Linked DNA regions of Macaca mulatta: region 2 is linked to region 1. Evidence: chromatin contacts called from public Hi-C data. All regions are on one chromosome and are shown on one strand. The core of a region is the stretch at or near the end of the contact, and the rest is flanking DNA. Distances in the headings are between cores, read along the strand shown. Region 1 holds the start of BCL2L11 (BCL2 like 11). Region 2 overlaps LOC106993126 (a long non-coding RNA gene).

Region 1 (4,808 bases), core at 810-3,309:
GAGGGAAGGACCAAGGAGGGAACATTAATAAATTCTCAGACCTTGGTCTCGAGTTCCCGGCTAATTTGGGGGCAAAGCCGCCCCCACGTCCACGCCCACCCCCTTACAGAAAAAGCCTGGGTTTCCACTAGGCTAGGTGTCAGAGTTGGGAATGTCTAAAATAAAAAAGGCTTCCGAGGGTTATTCATGGCCAACAGTTTCCACAGGAGAATCCAAAGGGAAACTAGTTTCCGGGGCCGCTGTGTGTGCGGGTGCTTGGGGGTGGGCGGAAAGCCGCTGGCACTAACGGCTTGTAAGTGTGCCAACATCTGACCTGTCCCATTGTGTCGTGTTTTGCAGTTGCTGGATGTGTGCGACTCGGTGAAGGATGATGCCCTGAGGGTGATCCCCGCCTTTAACATTCCACACACCAACCTCCACGCACCAATCGCCGGAATCTCCAACCCGCGGTTCGCGTGGGCTTTCTACCCTGCACCGCTGCCAGCCGCTGCCACGGGAAGGGGCGCGCTCCCAGCGGCCCAAGCTGGGAGCCAAGCTCTAACGGGTGTGGCGGGAAGTGTGGTGACCCGCCTGCAGCTGCCACGACGCTCGCTCCACTGACGCCCGGAGCTGTGGCCGAGGCCGGGGGGATTTTGGTGGCAAAGCGAAGGTCCCGCCGAGGCTGGCGAGGCGCGCCGCTGGCTGCTAGAAAACAGATCAAGACGGTCGCCTAGTGCGCTGGATCTCTGTGCCCTTTCCCTGAAATCCAGCCTGGCCTGACTGCAACCTCTCCCAACTTCTGTGCCCGATCCCCTAGACAATCAGGGTGGGCTCCCCGCTGCGAGCGCGCCCCACAGCCGGGTGCCGCCAAAGGTCTCCTGCTGTTAGCGGTGACTCACATTCCCAGTGATTTAGAAAAACTGTGGTGCCGAGTGAAAGAAAAAAAAAAAAGCAAACACTCTTAGACAAAAGAAAAAAGCTCCACTCTTTCCGTGAGCGGGCAAAAAGGTTCGGTTCAGCAAGTGATGCTTTTTCAGTGAATCAGACGCTCTGGGGCTCTGTAAGGAAACGCACGGACTGGGAGAAGGAAATGAGAGCCTAGAGTTTTGCTCTCGGCAAAACAAGAACTCGGCATGTCCTTCCAGGCCGGCGGTTTCCGTACAGCAAGACAAGGCGCGGAAAACATTTTTACCATCTGACGCTGTAATCTGTCCTTTAGAAGAGCATAGGTGAAAAGTTTAATAAAGAAATTAAGCGATGTGGAAGTCATTCTCGCTGCTTGCAGACGGCGGGGAGGCGGGCCTGGGCAATTTCGGAACTAGGCGAGACGACGGCACCGCCTGTGGTCCCGGGCAAGGGCCATGGATTTCCCATTTCTCAGATCCCAGCTGCCCGACTTCATTCTTGTTTCTTTCAGTCCAAATCATCCTCCCTTCTCCCTCCCTCCACGTCTCTTGGCACCGCTCTGCCCGCGTCCACTGCGAGGGAGGTGACCTAAAACCCATGGGCCCGTCTCTGCGTTCTCTGCGCTCTGGCCCAGTTCCGGGAGGACCTCCCGACGCCGCGGGAGAAGGCTGCAAGGGCTCGAGGCCCCTGACGCGGCCTGGGTCTCGGGGGACATATGAACCCGCCACCTCTGGCCAGCTTCCTTTTAGTGCCCCAAATAGGAGCACTTAGCCCGTTGCTTCCCCCCGACTCTCTTGTTTTTCAAAGTGTTCACAGGGTCGCGAGAGCGAGCGACGCGGGGGCGGCGAAGCTGCAAGGCTGCAAGGCTGCACAGGAACAGACGACAAGAAATAGGGCTTTCTTCTGCGTGGTTCTTTTCCGGTCCCTGTCTGAGTCGCCCGACCCCGCGGGGAGCGCGGAGCATTGCGGCGTTCGGCTACCTTCAGGCTCTCAGCCCAAACGGCAGGTCGCGTTGCTTCTCCCCAGTTGCGACGCCGGACGGCCGAAGAGCAAAGTTCGCCCGCAGTAGGAACTTCGAGGCCCCGTTAGGACAGATCTCTGGCCTCCGAGTCTACTTAGCCGTGTCCACGCCCGTGCCTTTTCCCTCTTGCAGCGAAATAACTGGGCGGGGCCCGACGCGCGTCCTCCAGCGACTCCGGGAACGCAAGGCCTCCTGCACCTCGCTCAGAATTCACCCGAAAATGCGCTGAGACTTTGGCCTGAGGTTGTGCTGTGTCCCACTGACGTTACAGAAGCGCTTATGAATTTAAAAACTGATCCAAGTGGCCGGACGGCAGGACAGCACCTCCTCACTTGCTGCTCTACGACAAGGCCCCTTCCTTCTCCCCGCTGGCTGCGCTGGTGGGTAGGGTGGTCCCTTTACAGAGTTTTCTTAATCCATCTAGCCTGACCTCACCTTCGGGATGCTCCATTTCCCGATCCACCTCCCACATCCCCGCTGCCGTGATCTAGAAGCCAGGGCTGGGGAACTGAGGCGCGCGAGGAGCAGACAGGAGGGCCGGGGTTGGGGGCACCAGCCACGCGTTGGGAGAGCAGAGCCGGGTGCAGACTCTGAGGACTGGAGAGGCGGCGTGGAGTTTGGTCTCCTGGGAGGCAGAGAGTGTGGTGCCGCCGACTCCAAGGAGGAAAGGGAATGGGTGGGGGGGGGACCGCGCGGGGAGGAGGAACAGGGTATTTTGCGCTCCCACACCGCGTCCCGAACTCAGCCGTTCTGCCTTCACTGGCCTCATCCCGTCCAGGGACAGCTCCTACGAGGTAATCTGCGAGCCCAGCAAATCTTGGGGGTCCTAGCCGAATGTAGTGCGCAACGTTCTCTCACTTGGAGGCCGCCACTCACCTCGGTTTTTTGTGTTTGTTTTTCCTAAAAGGATTTTTTTTTTTCTGAGTGCCTTTTTCATTTCCCTATTTTACCTGCTCTGCTGACATGCCTCCCGCCCTCACCCAGGAGGCGGTGAAGACGCCCACTGGGACCGCGCCTGGCCATTTTCTGGGCACGTCCTGCCCCCACGGGCTCTGTCTCTTAGGGAGACTGGGCGCGGAAGAAAAGCTGGAGAGCCCCTGCGGGGTGGCAGGAGGGGCGTGCCTGAGTCCCGCGAGAGGCTGGGGCGAGGAAGATGCGCAGCCAGCTGATCCGCGTCTCGCCCGGCGCCAGGGACCCTCAGAGCGGGCGAGCTCAAAGACCTCGCCCCGCGCCTTCCCGACGACCGACCCAGTCCCCGCGCCTGCCCCAGAGCGGCTTAGAAACTCAGGGCACAGTGAGGGCGCAGGGCACCTCCTGAGACTTTCCACAGCGGGCCCGGCCAGCGGAGGCTGTGACCGGAGCGCCCCCTCTGTGCCGCGCACGCCGCGGCCGCCACAGGGTTGGGGGAGGTGAGCGGGAGGCCAGGGTACACTTCGGGGTGGGGGATGGGCGCGCACATGGCCGCCAGCAGGCAGAGTCACTCCGGTAAACACGCCAGGGACGGCGGCGCGCGCGGGAGGCAACCCAACGGGGCCACCCCCGCCTTTACCTGTCCGAGCCTGCACGCGCCGGCGGCCTAGGCGCCGAGGAGGCGGAGCTTGCCAGCCCGCGCGCCGGGGCGGGACCTAGCGGGGGCGGGGTCCGCAGTGATTGGGCGCAGGAGCGGGGCCGCCAGCCAGAGCTGGGCTGCAAGGCAGCGCAGGTTTCACTTCGCTCTGCGCCGCCGCCGGGTCTGCAGTTTGTTGGAGGTCTGCGTCCAGCCCGCTGCCGCCGCCGCCGCCGCCACTGCCACCAGTCGATTCTTGCAGTCACCCTGCGAACCCTGCCACACTGCGATCGCATCATCGGGGTATTCGGTTTGCTGAGTTCCCGCCGCCACCGCCTCGGCGCCCTTCCCTTGGCCCTTGTTCCCCCAAATGTCTAACTCTGACTCTCGGACTGAAAAACGCAAGGTAAATACCTCCAAATCCCGCGGTGCGGGCCTGGCACCGATGTAAGACTAGCGCTGGAGCCCGAACGCCACCACCTACTGCCCGCTTCCCGTGCACGTGCGAGCGGAGACGCTAGCATCGGCCCCGCTTGTCGCCGGCGGGAGGTGGGGATCCATGTGGGTCGGGTTCCCTCGGGCAGGTTCTCTTTAGAGAAAGGTCGTTCGCGCGGAGCCTGCGGGCTCTTGGCCAAGTGGCTTGGGCCGGGATGCTTCGCGCGGGCCTGGGGAAGGGTCGCACGTCCGGGGAGGAGGAGAGGCAGCGCGTGCTTTTCGGCACCGGCCTGGGAGCTGAGGACCGGCTCGTAGTACCCGGCTTTGCGCCCAGCCGGAAAGTCTCGCCGCCGGCTCCGGCGCCCCAACGGTAGCGGCCGCGCAGTGAGAGCGTGTTTCGCGTCTTGGTTTTTTTGGGCGCGCGGGCCTGTTGCGGAGGATTTGCGGAACTGCGGTGGTGATTTAACTGACGAGACAGGGCTTTTCCTTTTACTCATTCAGGCCAAGGTTTCGGGGCCGCTGTTGCATTCGGTTTCTCAAGCGTACCTGGGGCCCCTGCTTGCTCTGCAGGAGTCTTGCGGACAGTGCCATCCACACGATCCACTGACAGCGAGAGATCTAGGTCCTCCCCTGACCACCTGGACCGCGCAGGGGACTAGCCGCGGCCAGCAGAACCTGCGCGGTCCCTGGGGCCAGGCTATCTTAGCGGCTCACGCGTGCCCGAGCACACCCGACCCGGTTCGTGGTGCAGGCTAGCGGCGCCGTGCCCTCTGGGACCTGTTGCCCCAGGGTTGGCGCTGCTGGTGGAGGGCCCGACGGACGCCAGGGCGGAGGATGTGGATTTACTCGATGGTCGCGGACGTGCGCGTCCGTGGCCAGGGGTGGCTCTTCGGCTTTGACTCGTGTCTGCGGCGCACCAGG
Region 2 (4,603 bases), core at 1,349-3,848, 330 kb after region 1:
AGTGTGATCATTCTCTTCTGACAGGGTCTGTTGGCACAATTAAAAGGCATAGTGGATACCCGTGGACCATGAAGAGTGGAGTGTAATTCTGATAGTCACCTAAAACCTTTCATTGATGTTGGCTTGAAAGCTGCTTAATTAGCTGTAGGCTGCCAACCAATCTCCTTATCAAAGCCAGCTGAAAACAAAACTGAGAGAAACAGCTTGTGGTTTCGCAAAAATGTATTTACATGAAGTATATTTTAAAGGGAGTTTGATCATTAGGTACGATGTCATCTGTGATGTGCGGTGGGTTTGACATTTAAAGATGTCACAGGTTGTCAGATTCGTCTCCAGTCTATACTTAGTTGAGATATAACAACTTCTGCTAGCAGATCTTGTTCTGTTGATTTCCAGCCTAGAAATCTGAAAAGATTTAACTCTTTTTTTTTTTTTTTTTTTTTTGAGACAGAGTCTCACTCTGTCACCCAGGCTGGAGTGCAATAGCACGATCTCAGCTCACTGCAACCTCTGCCTCCCGGGTTCAAGCAATTCTCCTGTCTCAGCCTCCTGAGTAGCAGGGATTACAGGCATCCACCACTACGCCTGGCTAATTTTTGTATTTTTTAGTAGAGACGGAGTTTCACCACGTTGGCTAGGGTGGTCTCACACTCCTGACCTTAGGTGATCCACCCGCCTCAGCCTCCCAAAGTGCTGGGATTACAGACGTGAGCCACCACCCCTGGCTGAAAAGATTTAACTGCTATTTACTTCATAGCAATTCTTCCCATGTCCTCTCACCTCCTTACGCATGATCTATTGAAAAGGAAGTGAAGCGGTGGGTGACACGTGGAACGTAAGCCTATTTTTGCACCTAGTCCCAAGGATGGTGACAGAGGCAAAAATACCGCAGTGAACACAGGCCAGGTAGACAGAGTTGCCGACAGGCGTGTGCTTCCTGAAATCAAGAAGGATCCACATCTTTCTAGCCCGTTACTTCACTGCAATTTGTATTGAAAAGAACATTCTGACAAGACGGGATTTCCTTCACTTAACACTTAAAAATTGTCGAAACCAAGGAAAACCCAGAGTGAAAGCAAACGTTCTACCTCGTTGAAAGCTATCTCGATAGAAGTCATACCAAAGCAGCAGCAAAAGATCCCAGATAAACGTCGACCGTCAGGTATCTTCAACCAGGAACATGGTTCAGTCATTTTGTCAGTGTGCTTAGCAATCAAGATTTAATGCTTTATATTTTATCAAGAGATGCAGACATGAATCACTACCATTGAACTGTTACAAGAATGACGTCTGGTGAATGTTTAGTCATCCATTCACTCCATCTATGATGAAAATGTCACTTTCTGTCTTGCCTAATTTGTTGGAAATTATAATTAAGCTCTAAAAGAGAAATTAGGACAAACCGGAACAGACCCAAGTGAAATCAGCACTCTAGCCGATAACACACGTGAACCACAGAACCTCATGCACAGGACCGCGCAGATCTCTCAAACAGAAAGGGAAATGGTCAGTCAAGTTACAGGAAAAAAAGATTCACTCAACTTCAAAACTTTGTTACTTATGACCCTTCTTCTACCTTAATTCATATGGCAGAGGTCAAGGGGTGTTAGTCCTAGGATGTGAATGCAGTGTGATGCGCAGTTAGCAACATAGTTTTTAAAGGGTCATAGAAAAAAAAAAGTTTTATAAAACTGTACTACTCATCAATTATTTTCCATAGTTTGCTTTAAAAAGGCCTTCTTCTCAAGCCCAATTATTCCATTGTTAATCATCTTGTTTGAGAAAGACCTGTGGCATGAAATCTGTCAATAAGTTGCCATTCAAGCCCAGGAGAGTCAGGCCAGAGGAAGTCCCCAACCAGGGTTCTAACAGCAGCTAGAAAAGGTGGAAGGCCAGGAGCCCAGGGAACAAGCAGGGGACAGTAATAACTGTGTCCTGTCACCTGTTCTGTACCTGTCTTCTTAGCAGGAACTAGCAATTTTGATTATTTTATAAATTCAAAGGCAACCAGACTTCATTTCTTAGGAGCTCTCTTCTACTTGCCTGAGCTGTGGCCTTCATTTGAGACGTTACAAAAAGCAGTGCAAGAATACCAGGAAAGCTGGTCTGCAAGGAGGAATGGAATGAAGGGCTTCACTCTCCCCCAAAGCACCAGGGAGCTCTGCTTCTGGGTCCTCCATGCTGAGACACCCCATTCTGTCAGCTCCTTTGAAGACTAGACTGGGGTTCTGAGCCAGCACACCAAAGTCCCAGGGACAGTTATCAGCAAATCGGCATTACGGATCAGTTTCGAGGAGGACAAATAAAGAAAGAATTACAGTAAAGCACAAAAGCGTGTCTGATGGAGCCAATCCAGAATGGGCAATGCTAGACTGCACAGTAAAATGTGAACTCCTCCATTGCAGCAAATCAAAGGGACTTCCCACATTGTCAAGGTCTCCTTCCCACCTGCCTCTGGTCCCAGGTGCAGACGAAAGCCAGAGAGGCGATGTGGTATGCCCCACATGCCCCTCCCTTCATCACTGGTTTGTTGTTGACACTGCTCCCACTGCGTTTATTCGGTGACTCTGCCTGCGAAGCTTCCTTTCTGCTGCTGCCTGTTGCTAGGGAATGAACCCTAATCACTGCGAGAAAACAACAGCAACAGCAATCTTCACTTGGCACCAGCAAGCACAAACATCTCAGTTTAGTGACAACGTAGAAATCATCCCTAAAAGCATCCTCATTTACATTTTCCCTCAGAAGGATGGCAACATTTGCCCTGTCATGAAATACATATTCTCTTCATCATAATGTCAGAGATGGTGTGTTTGGAGTGGATCCTATTTCCATATTGAATTTCTGCCCTTTGTCATCAACCTGGGTGTCCAGGGTGACTTCAGGCTCTTAGAATAGCTTGGCTGTGGATCTCACCTAGTTGTCAGCCTCTACTTAATTGTATTTTTTTTTCTTGGAGTAAAAAGGCAAACCGCATCGTCAAAGATTTAAAAACACAAACCAAAGGAAACTGGGTTTCCAAGCTTTAAGCAGATGTTATTTACCCACAATTTATTTCCAAGAAGTAACTGAGAAACCATTGCCAATTTTTCATCAGTATTCAATTAGAAGCATGAAATCGTTGTTGTACCAATGATCTGTAATATGGTTCTTGCCAGAGATAAGTGAAAAGCAACCTATGTCCTCAAACTCCAGCTCACCTCAATTCTGGGGTTGCGGCTTCCCCCAACCCTTTTATGTGCTTTCATGGGGGTGGCCAGAGGCTGGCCACTGCTGGTTGCAGGGACTGGGAAGCTGGTGGAGATGAGCAAGTGGGGCTCTCTCCAGCTGCCACCACCTCAGGTAAAAGAGAAGTCCAAGGATTACTTTGTGGTTTGAGGGGCACCTCCTTTTCCCTGGCACTGGGAGGATGGACCTGGTCACTGAGAAACACACAGGCCTCATGCCTCAGGCTTCCCTTGGGCAGTGGAGTCCCACCTGTGGAGAATGGCTTTGCTGGGCTTCTGAGGAGGGGAGGGCAGGGCCAAGGTCTGTGCTTCTCACCTTTGCCCCTGCCCAGAACGGTGTTTGGTTCAGAGTTGATGCTGGGTGAGCATCTGCCGAATGGGATCATGGTGGTGGGATGGATGGTGTGAACCTACTCTCTAGCTTAGCACTGAACCACAGTTCCGAGGTTGGCAGAGATTGGTGCAGGGAGATGGGCAATGCTGGAACTGCCACTCCTTGAGGTATCTTGGCCGCTTTATCTGCGGGTTCCACATTACTGGATTCAATCCACTATGGATTGAAATATTTAAAAATAATAATAAAACAATAAAAATAAAATAAAAATATCATAACAAGTGTTTACACAGTATTTACGTTGTATTAGATATTATAAGTAATCTAGAGATGATGTAAAGTACACGAGAGGATCTGTGTAGGTCACAGGCAAATATTGTGCCATTTTGTATCAGAAACTTGAGCATCCTTGGAGTTTGATATCCATAAGCGATCTTAGAACCAATTCCCCATGGATACCAAGGGACAACTACACATTCTGTAAATTATCAAATTTGTTCAACCTTCTGAGGCAACTACTCTTAATATCCTCCTTAGAGAGAAGGAAGTTAACAGAGGGGTGGTTAACCTGCAGCAGATAACAATAAGTCAAGAGTTAGAGAAGGATTGCAGATGTCCTTGCCTTCTTACCACACCTCTGCCATTAGAGTCAGTGTCCACCACCTCGCAGCTTATGGACACCCTTCCCCGGAGGCTGTAGGTCTGGTCCACATTCCTGCCTTTCTGATTGGAGTGTGACTTCTCCAGGACAGATGCCATGGCCAGCTCAGTTCACTCTGTCTCTCCGGCACCAAGCACCCTGCCTGGAGCACCATGGACCTTGGCATGCGTTTATGGGACTCTCAGTTTTTAAGATGCAGTTTGCCATCTCCTGTGCACAAAGCTTTCTAAAGCAAAGAGGAACTGTCTTCAGCATTGGGTGTTTGGATCTCTGCTAAGAGCAAGACCTTAATAGACCTACAGCAGACTCACCACTGTCACCATATTTATCCCAGGAGGTGTGCCTTTCCGGAATCACCTTGCATATCAGTTTGTCAACGCATTC

The links. Hi-C and Micro-C count contacts between places; a contact is called where the count stands out from the background.
Region 2: a Hi-C map of fetal cortex germinal zone shows a contact between it and region 1, with 3 times the contacts expected there. The contact joins the enhancer-like site here to the promoter of BCL2L11 in region 1. A contact is called at or near these places in 7 of 14 Hi-C or Micro-C datasets (CD4 T cells, blood, cortical neurons and 4 more).

Annotation. Positions count from the first base shown.
Region 1 is chr13:21,229,739-21,234,546 of T2T-MMU8v2.0, forward strand. It overlaps BCL2L11 (BCL2 like 11), which reads left to right and starts at 2,060. Exons shown (of 4, transcript XM_077958993.1): 1 at 2,060-2,286. LOC144333642 (acyl-coenzyme A oxidase-like protein) reads left to right here. Exons shown (of 6, transcript XM_077958760.1): 5 at 340-480; 6 at 482-680. The coding sequence ends at 541.
Region 2 is chr13:21,562,658-21,567,260 of T2T-MMU8v2.0, forward strand. All of the region lies in intron 1 of LOC106993126 (a long non-coding RNA gene), which reads right to left. Among named protein-coding and RNA genes, the nearest start is that of BCL2L11, 330 kb to the left of the region's middle. Within about 2 kb of position 2,599, at least 6 of the 40 cell types and tissues checked have an H3K27ac peak or open chromatin away from gene starts, as enhancers often do. A contact at or near this core is called in fetal cortex germinal zone, where this site is marked.